Linked DNA regions of Zea mays: all the other regions are linked to region 1. The links are chromatin contacts, called in public Hi-C maps. All regions are on one chromosome and are shown on one strand. Each heading gives the region's core, a stretch centred on a gene start, on an enhancer-like site or on the middle of the called end of the contact. The rest is flanking DNA. Distances are from core to core; before and after follow the strand shown. Region 1 holds the start of LOC100273983. Region 2 has its middle 6.8 kb from the start of LOC111591036. Region 3 holds the start of LOC100383211 (putative RING zinc finger domain superfamily protein).

Region 1 (2,729 bases), core at 145-2,644:
CCTTCAGTTAGGCCGGAGCGGACGGACGAGCTGTGCCAACATCGTGGATAAGATAATCACGTCCTGCTGCTGCTGCAGTAAAAAGCAGTTAGGAAACACTCCAGTTCTGTGCTGGGGACGCGTCATGGTCCATCAGAACAACGATCAACAACGGCACACTTTATTACCATCTGCCTGCGACATGCGCCACTTCCTTGCTGGTGCGTGCGCCGGGTTTGTCTGGAAAGCAATGGTAGGGCCATCCATTTGTGTGTGTGTGTGTGTTTTCATCTATACACACGCGCGCAAGTTGTCCTTAAACGTTTGTCCTCCTAACTCTAACTCTGTTCCTGTTTCTAGCAGCGAACGAAAAGCATCATTCACGAGTGGATAGCTCTTGTCTCTGTTACTCTACTCCTATTTAATTTAGCTGTTTTAAACTTTTAATGCACCAGAGAGCTAATACTTAGCTGCTACAGTTAGCTAGAGACATCTAAACAACTTATCTAATAGTTTACCCGTTAGTTATTTTTAGCTGGAGTCATTAAAACACCCATATTTAATAGTCCAGCTAACTGTATTAGCTACAAACTCGACTACACATTTGGTCATAAGCTAGTTTAACCTAACTAAAATCAGTTAATAGTTTCAACGGTCGCGGTCCTGCAGCGTACCGTGGAAACGACCACACCGATCGACTGTAACGCGGTTAGTTATTATTAATTGTCGGTTGACCTTGCCTACACTACACTACACGTAGGCCAGCTAGCATTGCCACGCTCTAAAGCCTCAACGCCGTGACCGGGGTACGCGGACGTCCCACGACACGGTCGTTTTGTCGCCGAAAAACACAGAAACCTCCCGCACGAGCCATTCACCATCTGTCCATCTGCACCGACTATTCCGACCCACCGAGCCTTCCACTCCGGCACGGCACGGCACGGAACGGCAGACGCCAGCGAAGCGGTCGGTTTCCACCCAATCCAATCCCATCGCGCCGGGCCCCGTCGTCCCCGCACGGCAGGAGTATACGATGTGACCGAGAGCGACAGCGACCAGCACCAGCACCAGCACCCGTCCGAGCCAAATACCCCCGCACCGATCGCGCGCACCTGCTTCCCACCCAAACTCGCCGTCCGCCTCCGCCACCACCCCCGCCCGCGCCCATAGCAAGCTCGCCTTCCACGCGCGCGGCCGCGCCAGCGCACCACGCCTCGCTTCGTTTTCCCGTTGCTTGACGCTGAATCCATTCCACCACCACCCAGGCACGGCCAGGCCAGCGCCAGCGCGTCGTCCCCGGCCCCCGCTCCGCCTCTCCGGTCGCGCCCGCCTCGGGGCGACCACCACCAAAATAGAAACTTCCGTGTGTAGGTGACCCCCGGCTTTACCCCCGCCCGACCGCCCCCACCCCACCCCGCCCACGCCTCCCTCCCTCCCGCCGGGACAAAACCGCCGCTCCTCCTCCTCCGCCCCTCCCCGCTCTTTCTGTGAGGCGGGAAGCGAGGCGGATGCCGAGGCGACGGGGCTCGCGCACCGCACGCGTGTGCCCGCCGCCCGGGGGCCAGGCGAGGTGGTGAGGTGAGGCCGAGCGCGGTTTTAAATTGTTCACCCGGCCGCCCTTCTCGCCGTAGTTTTCAGTGGTACAAGCAAGGGAGGAACGAACGTGAGGGCTGCCTGCCTGCCTGCGGACATGGGCTCCAGCCTCAAGTACCGATCTGGCCTGTGCCTCATCGTCGCCGTCGTGCTGATCTGGGTCATCTCTGCCGAGGTCACGCAGGTGCGCTGTGGATTCTGTAATCTTTTACGCGTGCTCCGCGGTCTCCTTGTTTATTTCGTCGGAGGTTCTTGGCTTGGGATGCATGCTGGCTTATCGGATTGGTTTTGGCTTGTTCAGCATCTCGGTTTTTAAAACGTTACGCGCAGGGTTGTCTGCAATAGAAAATTTCTCAGGGGAATGTTATGCATCTGGCACCATTCTGTCTTGAAAAGAACATCTGGCATCATTCTGAATCCAGCCGAGGCTTCACCACTGGACCTGGACTTTATTTATACCATAAAGAAACAAAGAAAAGTCAATTCTTATGCCTTCTACTGTATAATTCTGGAGTTAATGAGCCAAAAACTACATGTATGCTCATATGGATATCCGTCAAATCTGCTGTTAATGGTCTAACTACCTGTACCTGCCTGTCGTCAGTCCTCAGTGCTTAGCTTGTTCATGTAAACTCTGTCAAAGTATAATCATGTGGTGGTTCTGGTTGTGACAGTTCATCTGTGGCTCCTTGCCGGGTCCAGGGTGGTTGTGATTAGGAGTGGTAATGGATTACGATCCAAATGTTTCTTCACAATAAGTTAGGACCCTTAATTAATTTCAGTTTAAAATGAATAGGAACAGAGTTTGATCCTAATCCAATTCGATCCTTAAATTTTAGTGTAAAATCTAGATCCCATTACCACCCCTACTTGTGATATGCTTGATCACCTAAAATACATGATTAAAGGAGATACCGACGGGAATTAGAGGGCACTGGTAGTAGAATTTTGTCACCTCTCGACTGCAAAACACCTCCACTTCTAGTTCTTGGTTCTTTTATCTTTGGAAATTGTAAAGTCCACCTTGCGAAATATATTGAATGTTCATTTTGTAAAAAAAAATTTTGTGCAGGGGATATTCACAAAGTACAGACATCCATTTGCAGTTACTTACTTGGGGGCCTCCCTTATGGTCATATACCTCCCTTTGTCATTTC
Region 2 (2,729 bases), core at 153-2,652, 280 kb before region 1:
CACCAGGTCGTCGTCGCCTGGTTTTCTCTTCGTTTTTATTGCTGCTACCAGCAGTGTTGATGATACTCTGCCGCGCACTGGGCCAGGCCAATGAATGATGATGATGATTCCGTTCCATGGTTTTGTTTTGATTTTTCTTTTAATAATACAGCAAGTGAGCGACGAACGGAACGCCTCGTTGTATTCCTGGTTACTCCATCCACCAGCACCCCGGCTGCTGGCTGGCTGGCTTTGTTTATTGGGGGCCGTCGCGGACAGATAAGATAGCAACCCGGCTCCACCACCTCCCCACCCCCACTGCGCGGCCCGGGCCGTCGTCGCTGTCGCGGCCCTGCGCTGCTGTCTTCGTCTCCATCACACCTCTCCATCCTCATACTGCACACGTAACGTACAGACGATAAAACAGCCAAGCCAATGCCTAGATCATCCAGATAGACGCATGATTGCCGTTCTCGATCTGGCTTGTATATATTTGGACGGAGCACCGTACGTACTCCGGCCCCGTCGGCCGTCGCTCTCGCCGTGTCTGCTCGACCACCTTTGCTGCTGCCTGCCGGCCATCCGTCAGGGCAGGTGGTACGTACAATTAGAATGTACAGCTCGACGCCACCACACGTATATATATTCATGGCCGCACCGACCGGCGTTGTTGCATGGGCATGGCGCGCCTGCCACTCACTGCCAGGGCCCCGCGGCGCCTCCGACCGCCGCATTCATTTGAATTCAACACGGGCGAGGCAGAGCCGCGTGCAGCGCGCACTCGGGGTCAGATGCTTACAAACAGATGGATGCAGTTCACCAGGGAGGCAGGGACCAGGTCATAACCTGGTACCACGAGTAAATACTGGATCTAGATAGCCGCATGCGCTGTGTTCCAGTACGGCGTCTCGTACTGGTCTGGAGCTCGGTTGGTCTACAGGCAGCAAGCTGGTGGTGTGCGTACGGCTCCCGCGCGGACCCAGGCCCAGAGAGTGCGTGACGCCAGCCGAGAACGCGGGGCGTGTGAATGCGGACGCCACCGACATCATTGATGTTGTACTGCGCGAGTCGTTGCGTCCACCGCGCGATTTTCATAACAGAACTCCCTCCCACCCACCCACCCACCCACCCAAGTCTTTGAAATCGGTTGGGGCACACACCTACCTGCACACGGCCGCGGCACCCAACACCTGCTCCAGCTCCGCTGGGTCCCGTCCCGTCCCGTCCTGTTCCCGTGAGGAGGCGACGAGCCGACGACTGGACCGCCCGTCCGCACCCCACCTCACCTCACCTACGCCGCGGATCGGATCGTGGACGGGATTCCTCCACACCCACCCACCCACCCACCCTATGCCGGCGGCCCTCTTCTCGTCTGTAGCCCTAGCCGCCGCACCGACCTGCACTGCCCCCGCCCCGCCCCCTAGCATTTGCCTGCACCGACCGAGCTATAAAAGCGACCACGCAGACACCTGGCCCCTACGCCGCGCCGTGGTCCACGCGTCAGCGCCCCGCCGTGCCGTCGCGGCAGGGTGCAACCGTGCAAGTGTAACGGGGGACGTGGACAGGATGTGGACGCGGTTAGCCCGCCGCGGACGTCATTAACGTGAATGATTGGGGGGGTGGGGGTTAGATAATGGGCGGCCGATGCCGTCGCTGGCAAGCAATTTGACGTCCCGTGTCCGGATTATTCGGCCGGCCGAGGAGGATGGATGGGGTGAGGTTCCGTGGACGAGGGGGCCACGTCCACGTCGACGCGCATCACCCCCCGACGCCACATGGACATGTCGGCGGTGCGCGCACTCTCGCCCCTATCCGAAGACCGAAGCCGGCGGCGGTTGGTTGGGGGTTGGACAAATTAGTACGCGCACCAAACGTACGGGCGCCTGGGCAGGCAGAGGCAGGTGCCCGCGCCCTGTTTGTTGGTATTGGTACCTCTTGCTCTCCTCCTCCAGCCAACGCGTGCGATGATAGATAATCCCTCCGTTTCTTTTTATTTGTCGCTGAATAGTGCAATTTTACACTATTCAGCGACAAATAAAAAGAAACGGGGGGAGTAGGAGAACTGGCTACCGACTCGGGCAGGGCGCGACGTCAGGACGTGTGCAGCCCTAGTTTTTAAATTTTTAGTGACACTACTGCTGCTGCTGCTGATCGTGTAAAATCAGTCAAGTGCGGCGTCCACTACGGGAGTCTACTACACTACACGGTCGCTGATCGACGCCGTACCCCTACTGGATTTCTTCAGAGCGATGATGATGGGTTTCTCCTCCTGTCCACTCGTAATCTCCACCGCAAGTACCCGGCACGTAGTACTATTCAATCATTATCTCTTTCGTCTGGTCCTTGGCGCAGGGGATACAGTGACGACGTTCTCTTGTCCTGCACGACGGCGGTACTGTTGACGCTGGTAAATTCAATATCGTTGACGTGCCCACACATGCCAGTGCCACTATGCGATGCTTAATTTCTTTCTGTGCCAACAGTTACTCCCTCCGTAGTGTTGCCGTCCACACGATTCGTGTCCAACTTTGTCGACAGTAACTAAGAAACTGTAGCAAATCACTGATTTATAGTGTAAGAGCATGTATTATACATAGATGTGACAATGGATTCTCTAACTTTTACACCATAACATTTACGGATCGGATCGAATTGAGTTCAGGCTCTAATTCTATGTATTTTTGAAACTAGAATTTATTTAGCGCTCTAACAAACTGTGAAAAAAATATTTGGATCGTGGTCCATTACTA
Region 3 (2,729 bases), core at 101-2,600, 260 kb before region 1:
ATCAGCAAAATGCTCCATAGAATTCCTCTGTCCTTGCATTATGATGATCCAAAGTAGGGCAATTAGATATCAATTTGTTGGCTGCCTTGGCATCTCTGATGGTTCCTCTTTCCAGTAGTTTAAAGGACCTGTCAGTTGTAAGTAACACATCAAACATTTAGGCCCCCGAATTGTGCTCCAACTTTATTGGAACACAAGAAAACTGACTGAAATGAACGGGATACAGAAGGCTACGATTTATCTAGGCTATTCCTTCAACAGTTGCCACCAAAATATGCCAACTGTAGATACAAGAAACTGTTGTCTGCACTCCAAAATATTGTAATTCTACTCCCGGTTGTTACTCTATGGAAGTAGCTGCGCCTGTTTTGGTCTCACACATTACTGTACTAGACATCAACTAATCAGGGTATTGGCAACTAATCTGGCTGTAGCAATCTTGGCATGAGCCGCATTTGGTGTGGCGTACGCGTGCACCAAACTTGATGGTTTGGGTTGCTGTTGCGAGCAAAAAGCTGTGGTGATGCATGCATTTTAATGGGTGAAAGCAAAGCACGGTGAATGTACAATGCATGCGACCTAAACAGATGGACCGCATGCAGGATGGGGCCCATTGATTCTGTGGACGCTCGCTCAAAATATACAGCCTTTTTCTTTTGCATTTATTTTTTCCCTTCCCTATCGGTTTGCAAAAGGACGCTGTAAAAGAAACAAAAATAAAAAGGAAAAAGACGGAGGTAGCGATCCACTGTTTCAAAGAGGAGCATCGATTCCCTCTGCGATCACGAAACTGGAAAAGTCTGGAATACGGGAGCAGCTAGAGATTTTTAACTGAACCAAGAACGCCCAATACATCCATCTATCCATGTATCGCGAGCAAAGAAAAAAAGAGTTTTTTTTGTTTGAACATGGAAGTTGAGAATTTTGCTTCTGAAAAAAACAAGAATTGTTGATAGTTCAACGAGAGCCATATCCAGGCCGCTCCATGGACAACTACTGTGGATTGAAACATGAAGGAAACAGCGAGAGAAAAAAACACATATTTGCGACGGAATCATGGACTGGAACAAGAGAAAGGGATTGTTTCCCCATGCAAAATCAAGAGATAAGACGGAAAATAAAAAAAGGAGCAGTTTGATAGAGAGGTGGAACAAACCGTACCAGAAACTGGCCCAGAGTTTCTGAACAACTCGCAAGAACCGCAATCCAGGCAAAAAGAACAGGCTGGTTCCGATTTCTCTTCTTTCCTCTCTCCTCCTGTTTCTCCACGGAGAGGAAGAGAAAGAATCAACCCAGCAGACGGAAGAAACAAGAGCCGAGTGACTGATTGCGAGAGAGAGAGGCAGCAGACAGATGGAAGGGTGGGCACGACGAGAGAGAATTCAGAGAGAAAGAGGGGGATCGGTGGAGTGGGTGGAGAAGAAGAAGAGGGGAGGAAGGGAATGGGTGGAGGAAAATTTGTCAAGAGGGGGAGAGAGAGGGGGGGAGAAAGACAGGGAGGAGGAGGGTGGGGTGGCGATGAGAGGATGCAAGCGCGGTGGGAGAGAGAAGTTTGGCTGAATTCGGGTTTATTTATTTCTCCCTCCCCTCTCCCTCACTCCCCTCTGGCGTCTGGGTCTTCGCAAGGATCCCTTTTCCTCCCCCCACTAAATGCGCCCCATTGGAATTAGCAGGAGTAGCCCCCCTTAAAGAAGGGCCAAAGATTAGAGAGGAGGAGGCCTGCGTCGTGTTGTCTTTCACATGACCTCCCTGCCCCTGACCCTTTTTGTGGCGTTGCGGCAGCAACACTACGACAGCAAAGCGCCTCTCCTCTCAGTCTCTCTTTCAGTCTTTCTCTCTTTCCTTTGCATGCACAGCACAGCACAGCATCAGGATGGATGGATGGCTACGGTCATGGAGTGACGCTCTCTAGCTCATCCCTTGCACTGCATTGAATAGTATCTTTTTCTTCTTCTTCTTGCGATCCTTTTTCATTGAATATCTCTAGGTGCGATCCAAGTGTCATGAGACATGTTAGTTGGATTGTGTGTGTGCAGTTGCTGCGCATTTGTCAGCTCATGAGAAAACCATGAAAGCGAGTTAATTGTTTCAGATCAAGCTACTACCCCTACCATTTATTATTATGCATCAACTTGTGAGCTGTGTTGGAGCCTCCTCTGGTGATTCTGTTTTTCACCTGCTAAACTGCTAAAGGTCATTTCCCGGCAACTAATCAAGCTGTGCGGCCTGTGCTGCGTGGGTTTGGCGTCTCATTTGGTCCCATGGCCATGGACCAGCTAGCATGGTTGGCTGTCAGGCGCTTATTCTCATTGAATATCTCGCCTTGTTCAAGCAAAACAGGCCAAGGAAAAAAAAAGGGGGCATTGACAGCTCGTGAGAAAGAAAACAGTCCTTGATACATGCACGGAAATCATCTGGATCCACCACGTACCGTCATCTCCATCCCATCCACGCTGCGTTTCAGTTTTGTTTCGTGTTCCACCGGCGATGCGGGAGCGTCTCACACACACGCCACTGGTCCTGGCCGCATGGTTTCTGTAAAAAAAAAACTTCCGTGGAACTCGCACTGGAATCCCTCTGGCCGAAGACGTCCTAATCCGTAGGCATCTGATAATGTATTGAGAATTCGTTCGGTGTGCTGTGGTGACCAAGCAAAGCATATGCCGATGCCGCTGTTGTTTGGCGCTCATGCATGCGTCGTCAGCACACAGCGGCTTAGGCAGGCAGCC

The links. A called contact is a pair of places that touch in the nucleus more often than the background predicts.
Region 2: a contact with region 1 is called in a Hi-C map of tassel, with 4 times the contacts expected there. The contact joins the enhancer-like site here to the promoter of LOC100273983 in region 1. A contact is called at or near these places in 3 of 25 Hi-C or Micro-C datasets (bundle sheath, endosperm and tassel).
Region 3: a Hi-C map of tassel shows a contact between it and region 1, with 5 times the contacts expected there. The contact joins the promoter of LOC100383211 here to the promoter of LOC100273983 in region 1. A contact is called at or near these places in 12 of 25 Hi-C or Micro-C datasets (bundle sheath, ear, leaf and 3 more) and 2 of 3 datasets of contacts at active chromatin or transcription factors (leaf and seedling).

Annotation. Positions count from the first base shown.
Region 1 is chr2:6,038,858-6,041,586 of Zm-B73-REFERENCE-NAM-5.0, forward strand. LOC100273983 reads left to right here and starts at 1,395. Exons shown (of 8, transcript NM_001148369.1): 1 at 1,395-1,756; 2 at 2,645-2,729. The coding sequence starts at 1,670.
Region 2 is chr2:5,757,894-5,760,622 of Zm-B73-REFERENCE-NAM-5.0, forward strand. No RefSeq gene overlaps it. Among protein-coding and RNA genes, the nearest start is that of LOC111591036, 6.8 kb to the right of the region's middle. Within about 2 kb of position 1,403, at least 19 of the 20 cell types and tissues checked have an H3K27ac peak or open chromatin away from gene starts, as enhancers often do. A contact at or near this core is called in bundle sheath, endosperm and tassel, where this site is marked.
Region 3 is chr2:5,775,935-5,778,663 of Zm-B73-REFERENCE-NAM-5.0, forward strand. LOC100383211 (putative RING zinc finger domain superfamily protein) reads right to left here and starts at 1,351. Exons shown (of 7, transcript NM_001175873.1): 1 at 1,162-1,351; 2 at 1-128. The coding sequence starts at 39.